2 separate regions of the Gossypium hirsutum genome follow, and region 1 is linked to region 2. The links are chromatin contacts, called in public Hi-C maps. All regions are on one chromosome and are shown on one strand. Each heading gives the region's core, a stretch centred on a gene start, on an enhancer-like site or on the middle of the called end of the contact. The rest is flanking DNA. Distances are from core to core; before and after follow the strand shown. Region 1 holds the start of LOC107903938 (phosphate transporter PHO1 homolog 3). Region 2 holds the start of LOC107904069 (probable methyltransferase PMT2).

Evidence for each region. A called contact is a pair of places that touch in the nucleus more often than the background predicts.
Region 1: a Hi-C map of leaf shows a contact between it and region 2, with 1.8 times the contacts expected there. The contact joins the promoter of LOC107903938 here to the promoter of LOC107904069 in region 2. A contact is called at or near these places in 10 of 34 Hi-C or Micro-C datasets (callus, hypocotyl, leaf and 2 more).

What each region holds. Positions count from the first base shown.
Region 1 is chrD05:35,643,556-35,648,583 of Gossypium_hirsutum_v2.1, reverse strand. It overlaps LOC107903938 (phosphate transporter PHO1 homolog 3), which reads left to right and starts at 3,084. Exons shown (of 9, transcript XM_016830163.2): 1 at 3,084-3,399; 2 at 3,402-3,671; 3 at 3,754-4,090; 4 at 4,169-4,419. The coding sequence starts at 3,084.
Region 2 is chrD05:35,400,833-35,405,624 of Gossypium_hirsutum_v2.1, reverse strand. LOC107904069 (probable methyltransferase PMT2) reads left to right here and starts at 1,831. Exons shown (of 7, transcript XM_041092909.1): 1 at 1,831-2,202; 2 at 2,367-3,028; 3 at 3,138-3,348; 4 at 3,474-3,768; 5 at 4,066-4,455; 6 at 4,740-4,792. The coding sequence starts at 2,384.

The DNA of each region.
Region 1 (5,028 bases), core at 1,835-4,334, 240 kb before region 2:
AAAACTAGTCCCTATACTTTTCTTTTTTAAACAAATTAATTTTTTTGAGTGAGGAGAGCTTGTGAACTAGTTTTAACAAATGAAAAATATAGAAAAACTACATTAAAAGAAATGAATAAGGGAGGAAATCAGAGGGAGAAGCAGAAGAGAATAAAAAAAAAGGAAAGTTAAAATAACATAAAAAAAATTAAATTGCTCAAAATGAAAAAAATATAGAGACTAATTGTAGAATTTAACTTAAAATTTTCGTTTGAAATAATGATTTAACATGCCATATCAACTTACTATTACACCGTTAATGGCAATTAATGGTTCAGTAACTAAAATGTTACAACATGATAACGTAAGTGACTAAAATGTAAAATTTCAAACATAAGTGATTAAAATGTAACTTGATGCAAACGAAAGTGACTATTTTAATAGTTTACCTTTAAAAAAACAAATGTAAGGAGATGATACCCCATTAACAATATTAGCAGGGGCGGAGCCAAGGGGGGATTGGCAGGGGCTGATCCCCTTAAAATGGAAAATTTCATTTTTAATCATTTTATAATTTTAAAAATTTTAAAATAACATATAGTAAAATTCTATTTTGGCCCCTTTAAGAATGACAAAAAAATTGATTTAATTCTTTAAAAATTATAAAGATATAAATTATTAAAATGGTGAAATTTTACTTTTGCTGTCATAAAAATATACAATTTTATTCAAAAAAAAATGTATGTATTATAAAAATGGAGTAAAAATGATGTATTACCTTATAATATTTTAAAACTTATTTTTATAATGTAAAATAGTAATACATTTATGGTAAAAATATAAAGGTACATTAATTGTTGCAGACAAGTTGCAGGTGGAAAAAATAAGTCATTAATGTTAGAGCTAACACATTGAATGCACATTGCATAAACAATAATGTAATTATGACACATCACCTACTTGGAACGCCAACTTAGAATGCCTTTTCAACCAAATATTCTTTCTTCCATGAGGAAAACTGTTTTTATGATTTTTCTTAAACAAAATATCTTATCAAAATACAGATTTTTTCAAGTATAACATCATTTTTTATGTAATCACAAGCATTCAATTATTAATAAATTGATCAGACTAATTAGATCAAGATATATTTATGACAAATCTCAAACACTTGCACATATACTTACTTATTGTTGATCCCAAATTTGGATATTCAAAACTCAAAACTTCTGTCTTCATTCCTATAATTATATTCTAATATTTAAGTAATGGATGGGAAATGGTCTTAACTACTATCAACTCTAGGACTATTCAAGAATTACTTGAAACAAGCTTTTATTATGATAAAAGCACCATCGAATTTAGTGGATAAAAGACTAGAATTATATCACCATAATTCTAATCATTTTCTTGACTAAAAAAAGTAAAAGTATGGAATAAATATATTTATTAAAAGTTTATGTAAGATGATAAAGTTTAATGTTTAAAATTTAATGTGTGATTGGTTTAAATGTTTTTATTGATTTTATTAATTTTTTGAAAATGGTATTAATATGATTTATATAATAATATAACTAGAAAGATATTTTACTAATTTTTTATGGAGATTGTTAAAAATTTAATATAAATATAAAATTTACGAAAATTTTTAGTACGTAAGTCATTGTTTCATTGGAAAAGCAGGAAGAAAGAACCGAAGACATGTTGATATGATCTTCAACCAACATTAATGAACCAAAAATGACACCACCATACCATTTTGAAAAATAGTAGTGGATTCAGAAATATAATTTAAGGGGTGGAAGTGAAGTCAAAATTTATTTTTGAGACTCGAAATTAAATTATATATTTGTATGATCATTTTAATAGTTTATATTTTTATAATTTTTAGACGATTAAATCAAAATTGTATCGTGTTTGAAAGGTGTAAGTGAAACTTTACCATTATTAATTTAAAATTTTATAAAAATAAAAAAATTTTCATTTTAGGGAGACTCGACGCCTATCATCCGCCCTAATTAAAATATGATAGGAAAAAAAAGATAATATTAATATATTAAAATTTACATAAAAATAAAGACAGTTACGAACAATTAATAGGCACAACCCTGCGGTTGCTGAGAAGTCTTCTTATTGAACACGAAATGAAAGTTGGATATACGAACAAAAATCATACTCACCTTATTTAGCTAACATTCGTCATAAGTACTGATTTAGATTATGCGACTTTTACCAGTTCATTCATATGGTAATGAGAGAAAATATTTGTGAAAAAAGTCTTCCTCTTGTTTAGGAGCTTAAACCAAACAATTGTGAAATGAACGATTGCAATATTTGTGTTCCTTTGGTAAATATGGCTATACTTTGTTGGAATATGAAATAGAAATTGAATGAGCATTGGCCAAGAGATTGCCAGCCGACCTTATCTATCTTATAATATATACTATACCAAATTACATTAGTTTTTCTTGTTGACGAGAATTAAATTCTCAACAGGGTTGCAAAAAGGAAATTCCCAAAACGACAAGTAAGACCAGTTCAACCTTCCATAAACAAATTCCACCATTTTTTTAAACACCTGTTTACACGACATAGAATTCCAATAAAACGAAATGTAGAGATAAATTTGATGAATGTCTTAGCATTGTCTCCCCAGGCGACAAGGATCGCACACCTACTTCCTCGACATATTCACCGCCAAACTTCTTTACATTAAAACTAATGTTAAAGAAAATTAAACAAGGAAGGTGTCAATGACCAATGCTTGGTGTGGCTTCTTGCAAGTGGTGTTTTTATTTCAACTGCCGCATCGTCGACAGCTTTGTTGCTTTTATAAGTATCACTATGGCTCACGCTTCCACTCGAAAACATGCATGGCGAAAAGGTATTCACACCTTTTCCTCCAATATATTGGATATTTTCGACCCGTCCCTTTCGTTTCCCTTCCCACAAATACCATATTATTTAAGCTTTACACCTAATGAACGCTGCTTCTCTCATCAACTTGGCCCTTTAATTCTTAACTCAACTTGCTCTGCGGGTTTCTAAGAGGCTTACAAAAGCTGTTAGCATTACAGTGTTTTATCTGTATTGACAAGGCGAAGATGAAGTTCGGGAAGGAATTCGCGTCGCAGATGGTGCCGGAATGGCAAGATGCGTACATGGATTACGAATACTTGAAGACCCTTTTAAAAAAAATCCAAAGTTTCAAGCATAGGACGAAGCCACCGTCTACTGGCTTAAAACGAAAACTTACACTTTATAGAGCTTTCAGTGGGCTAACGCAGAAGAACCACCACAACCCCACCAGCCCTTCTTCTGCATCACCCGATATCGAAAGCCAACCCATTCTGGTAAACTCCGTCCAACGGAACGGTTCTGAAAGTTACGAAACCACGTTCCTTATGTCGTCGGATGAGGGGGAGAGTATGAGCTGGTTTACTTTAGAAGGCTTGATGATGAGCTGAACAAAGTGAACAAATTTTATAAGGATAAGGTGGAGGAAGTGATGAAAGAAGCAAATGTTTTGAACAAACAAATGGATGCTTTGATTGCTTTTAGGATCAAAGTTGAGAATCCCCCGGTGAATTTCGATAGGTCCGTCGAGATGACTCGTCTTGCTTCCGACATTGCTGTTTCCACTGCATCACTGTCGGTTCCTACTACTCCATCTGCGGGTAGATCAAAGAGCAGTAAGCTACAACTTACAATTATATTTATATCAAGAGTTATCATAAAAATAATTAATTCAACTTCAACCTGTTTGATGTGCAGAAAGAGCTGCTCACTTGGAAGCCATTGAAGAAAGCACCCATGGACAAACTGATGATGATGATAAAGATGATGAGAAAGAGATGGAAACTCCAGTTCAGGAGCCGAAACCGCCGAAACCCAAAATCAAGGGGGTGAAGCCTGCACCACTAGAAGTACTAGACCGGGTGAAGATGAACAACACTCTCGAAACTCCTCGGTCCACCATTAAAGGTCTTCTGCAGGTTCCAAAACAGGCGGAGATGAGTTTCAGTAGGGAAAATCTAAGAAAAGTTGAAGATCAACTCAAGCGGGCTTTCGTTGAATTTTACCAAAAGCTTCGCCTGCTTAAAAGTTACAGGTACATAACTGGCCAGGCTTAGTTTATTTCATCGTTTGGTCTTATTACTCAGTTTTTGTTTTTCCTGGAACTCAACAGCTTTTTGAATACCTTGGCATTCTCCAAAATCATGAAGAAGTATGATAAGATCACATCGAGAAGTGCATCGAGATCTTACATGAAAATGGTGGATAACTCCAACCTTGGTAGCTCTGATGATGTTACAAAGCTGCTGGAGAGAGTTGAAGCCACATTCATCAAGCATTTTTCCAATGCCAATCGTACTAAAGGGATGAATATCTTAAGACCCAAAGCCAAAAGAGAAAGGCATAGGGTAACTTTTTCAACTGGTAAGATTTCTGTTGTTGAAAGTGGCTTTTTTTATAAAGATAATATAAAAAGTTAATTAATTATAAAAATGGGATGGGAGAAAATTATTTACAAAATTTTTTTGTTAATTTGAACTAAAAAAAAGTCTACTACGAAAACAAACAGCTAAATTAAAAAAAGAAACTTGTCACTAATAGATCTTAGCAAGTCTTTGACATATATTTTTAAAAAAAATACACTGGTATCACATGAGATAATGGGGATACCAATAAATTTTATTTAAAAACCGTCATTATTAACTAGTAATTGACTGAAAAATTAAGTGAATAACTCATTTTCATAAATATTTTTTATTTTTTATAAAAAAAAGGGGTTGAAAATTGATGTTGTAAACTATGATTTTCTTTTTTCTTCACACACGATTTCCGCTCTAAACTATACACCTTTTTCCATTTTAGTATTTAATTTTTTCCCCTATTTTATTACCTAAATTTTCTCTGTTATCAACTGTTGACTGACGATGTCAACATTGACCTGCGTTGACTGAAAAATTATAAAACATGTACGAATTATTTAAAACTGTAAAAATATTTTAAAATTATGAAAAATTATTAGAAATTATAAAAAAA
Region 2 (4,792 bases), core at 582-3,081:
ATTCATAACCACAATTCATTTCATCATCAAATCGCATATATTTCATGTCATGCAACATATTTCTACCCAAAAGTTTATAACACATATCAAGACAATTCAAGTTATTTTCCATTTTATTCATTTTAGTTCTCGATCTCGATAATTCATATCAAGCTGAACACAATGATTAAAGGTGGAAGTCGAAGTAAACACCTCGATATTAAGTAACTTAGCAATTAAGGATCACATTAAATCCTTGGAAGATCTTATTGAGCACATAAATACAATGTTGATGGTAGTTGATCATATGGAAAAAGGCGTGCCACCAAAGTTGTTTAAAGATCAAGTCTTTGAAATGTGATTATTCTTAGAATTGTCACTATAAGTAATATTTAGTTTAGTTTGTTTTCTCAGTCTGGTTGTGTGTTTTGAGCAGAGAAAATAAACATTTTGTTTAGACCTAAAACAAACGCTAGAGGTTTGTCCATAAAGTAACTTCCCACATTTGTGAGTTTATTTAGGAGAAGAAAATTTGCATTGTAATACATCGAAGAAATACTCGGTTAAATATATTATGTATAATACTGGTATTGAGAATATTGTTATAAGATTGGGGTCAGCGGGAGAATGCTAAAACATTTATTTATTAGTGGTCCTTAATTTTATAATGCAAAGTTAAATAACTTTGTATATTGAGGGTAATTACTTATGGAATTTTTTGAGTTTGGGGGATTAAATAGGGTGTGAGAGAGTTTGATAATAACTGCTTAACCATACCCCATTCATTATCTTTAAAAGGATAATGTGGTTTTTTTTAGAGAGTTTTCAAATGTTTTGGATAGGCACAATCTTTTAAACAATTTTATTTTTAGGATTTGAAAATTCTAATTTTACATCAATTATATGTTATGGATGGAAGTTCATTCATTGTTCTTTGATTTTGAAAAGAAGTTGATACTTAATTTTTCAACTTTTATATATTTATATCTTACAACTCCAATCTATATTAAATTGTTGTCATTATTAAAAAATTGATTAAAAATTAGTTATTTAATAATAAAGGGTTAATATTTCCTTTTTTATAAAAGCTCGTACTTTTATTTCTTTAAAAAAACCACAAATTTGATATTTCTTTTCTAAAAACACCGACATGGTATTAAAGAAAATAAGGGGAGAGAGAGGCAGGATTTTGGCCGTCCTGGTTAAAAGGGATAATAACACTTCTAACCCCTTGTACTTTCACCCGGTTATGTGTGCTAAAAATGGAAAAAGAGTTGGGTAAAGGAAATCATTGTCCAAAATTAGGCCTTCAACCAACCAAATGTTCAATAGCTTTCCGTAGGAATATAATACAGATATTTTTATGATCATTTACATCCACCACCATTTGTTGCTGTGCATCACCGCCTCGTTAAGCGTAAATCAGGATCCGAATGGGGGCATTGGACCCACCCCTTTACCTTTTTCTCCCTGTCAATTCCTAAGCGCGTGGGTCCCCCTTTGCTCTCTATGCGCATGACGCACCCCGTTTTAATTTAACACGGTCTTTGCTTTTTTGATAACACCAAAATATAAGGCCTAAGTGTTCTCTCAGTCCCTGTAATTTTTTTAACTTTAATCACTTATATTTTTAATACTATTAGTCGGTTTAAAAATTTCTTTTAAAATACCATATGCACCTATTAGTAATATTATGGATTGGAGTTTGGTTTTCAATTCAAATAATGATTATATATATTTTGAAATGGGTTAATAGAAACTAAATTGTAAAAGGTTGAAGAATACAGGGACTGACATTATATTTAAACTAAAACATAAGGAAGATTAAAAGTAAAGCGAGATCTCTGTGTTTCTTGTAATTAGGAGGCTTGGATTGTATTTATAAACCCAAAAATAGGATTCACGACAAATTGAAAGACAAAAGATAAAGTCGAAATTTGGGATTCTTTTATCCCAATCAATCCCCCCCCCCCGTCTTTATATAATTAAAACCCTTTTCTCTCTAAACCTTGTTTCCACGGTGATCGTTCTTCTTCGATTTTAATATAATCGAAGATTTCTTTTGGGGGAGATCAGGTTTTTTTTTTCTTAAAAACTTTTCAGTGTTTTATTGACACGTCTCTCCCTTCCCTTCCCTTCCAAGCTCTGAAAATCTCCCTTCCATCATTTAATTCTCTTTTCTTTGAGATCTTCACCCACTGATTTCATCTATTCATGCGATTGGTAACTCATCTGACACTTCTTTCCTTCCTTCCATCATGGGTTTATATTTTTCCTTCTGATTTAAAGATTCTTTTTTTTTTTTAAATTTTTACTCAAATCAGCTCTTAGCTAGTTTAAGTCCACTGATCTTTGTTCCCCATCATTGGATCCTTATGATTTTGCAGGTTACTATTTTAAAAAAATGGCACTGAAACCGAATTCAGCGGATGGTAGAACAAGGAGTTGGGTTCAGATATTTATCGTTTTTGGATTATGTTGTTTTTTCTACATATTAGGAGCATGGCAACGAAGTGGTTTCGGCAAAGGGGATAGCATAGCTTTAGAGATAACCAAACACGGCGCCGATTGTAACATCATCCCGTCGTTGAACTTCGAAACCCATCACGCCGGCGAAGTGGGGAACGTCGGTGAATCTGAAAAGATCAAGTCTTTTCAGCCCTGCCCTCCTCGTTACGTTGATTACACGCCTTGCCAAGATCAAAAGCGTGCCATGACTTTCCCCAGGGACAACATGATCTATCGGGAGAGGCATTGTCCCCGGGAGGAAGAGAAGTTGCATTGTCTTGTCCCGGCACCTAAAGGATACGTGACCCCGTTTCCTTGGCCTAAGAGTAGGGACTATGTGCCTTATGCTAATGCTCCCTATAAGGCCTTGACGGTAGAGAAGGCTATTCAGAACTGGATCCAATATGAGGGTAATGTATTCAGGTTCCCTGGTGGAGGAACGCAGTTCCCACAAGGTGCGGATAAGTATATTGATCAGCTTGCTGCTGTGATCCCGATTACGAACGGGACTGTAAGGACTGCACTTGATACCGGTTGTGGGGTATGTCATACTGTCATGTTCTTCAAATTTTTTCAGTTGATCTATTGATTTGTAGCTTTGAGGATCTGTTTTAGGTGTATAAATCTTAAAAATTGGTTCCTTTGTATAGGTTGCGAGTTGGGGGGCATACTTGTGGAGTAGAAACGTCCTTACCATGTCGTTTGCACCAAGAGATTCACATGAAGCACAGGTTCAGTTTGCCCTTGAAAGAGGTGTTCCTGCTGTTATTGGTGTTCTTGGGACCATAAAAATGCCATATCCATCCAGAGCTTTTGATATGGCTCATTGTTCTCGTTGCTTGATTCCATGGGGAGCAAATGGTGAGTCATATGCTCAAACTGAGTGTTCCTTTGAGATTTGTCCTTTGAGGTGTTGTTTTAGTGAGGATTTGTCGTTGTAGATGTTAAGTGATTGATGACTGATTATGGATTTGTCTAAATTGCAGATGGCATGTATTTGAAGGAGGTTGATCGTGTTCTTAGACCAGGTGGCTACTGGGTACTTTCTGGTCCACCAATCAATTGGAGGAACAATTACAAAGCATGGCAGCGTCCCAAGGAGGAGCTTGAGGAGGAACAGCAAAAGATTGAGGATGTTGCCAAACTCCTTTGCTGGGAGAAGAAGCATGAGAAGGGTGAAATTGCCATTTGGCAAAAGAGAGTCAATGATGAGTCTTGTCGTGGTAGAGAAGATGATTCTCAAGCCAAATTCTGCAAGGCTGAAGAGGCTAACGATGTCTGGTATGAGTTGTGTTTGAGACTTCTTTAGAATTTGCAACTCATATCTTATTAGAGTCACTAGTAAGAAACTTTTGGAATTAGTAGAATTGCTGTGAAAAATTTGCCTCTGCTTTGGCAGTGTTTAAAGTTCGGACGCCAATGAACATCACACCTATTCATGCATATCATAGTTCATATTCTAATTGTGATAGAAACTGACTCAATATTGCTAACAATTAAAGCTGGAACCTGCAAATCACGTATCAGGACTTGGATCCTGCATTTTACTTAATCATCTTCTCTTGTGATGTTGGCTAGGTACAAGAAAATGGATGTGTGCGTTACTCCATACCCTGATGTTAGTAGTTCGAGTGAAGTTGCTGGTGGGGAATTGAAGCCATTCCCAGAGAGGCTATTTGCTGTCCCTCCTAGAATTGCTAGTGGAAGTGTTCCTGGAGTTTCAGTTGAGACATATGAAGAGGACAATAACATATGGAAGAAACATGTCAATGCATATAAGAAAATCAATAGACTTATTGACTCTGGGAGGTATCGTAATATTTTGGATATGAATGCTGGATTGGGAGGATTTGCTGCAGCTCTCAACTCTCCCAAATTGTGGGTTATGAATGTGATGCCTACCATAGCAGAGAAAGATACCCTGGGTGTCATATATGAGCGAGGATTAATTGGCATCTATCATGACTGGTAAGTGCCTCGTAGGACTCTTATCAAAGATTGAAGTAAAATCCCAAGTTCGTGCAAAGTTCTGATACGTAGTGTTGCCTGCCTACAAGTATAACCAAGTTGAAACTTAAAGAACATATTTCTAGCTTAAACTAGAGTTTAATCTACTGCTTAATATTTTTGATTTGCCTGGCTATAATTGTGGTATAAGAAACTAGCACAGGACCTACTCCTTGGGGCTCTCATAATATGATTGCTTATAATTTGTATGATTTGTTTATTTTGTTCGTCTTTCACTGGTTCAGGTGTGAGGCTTTCTCCACATACCCAAGGACGTATGATCTCATTCATGCACATG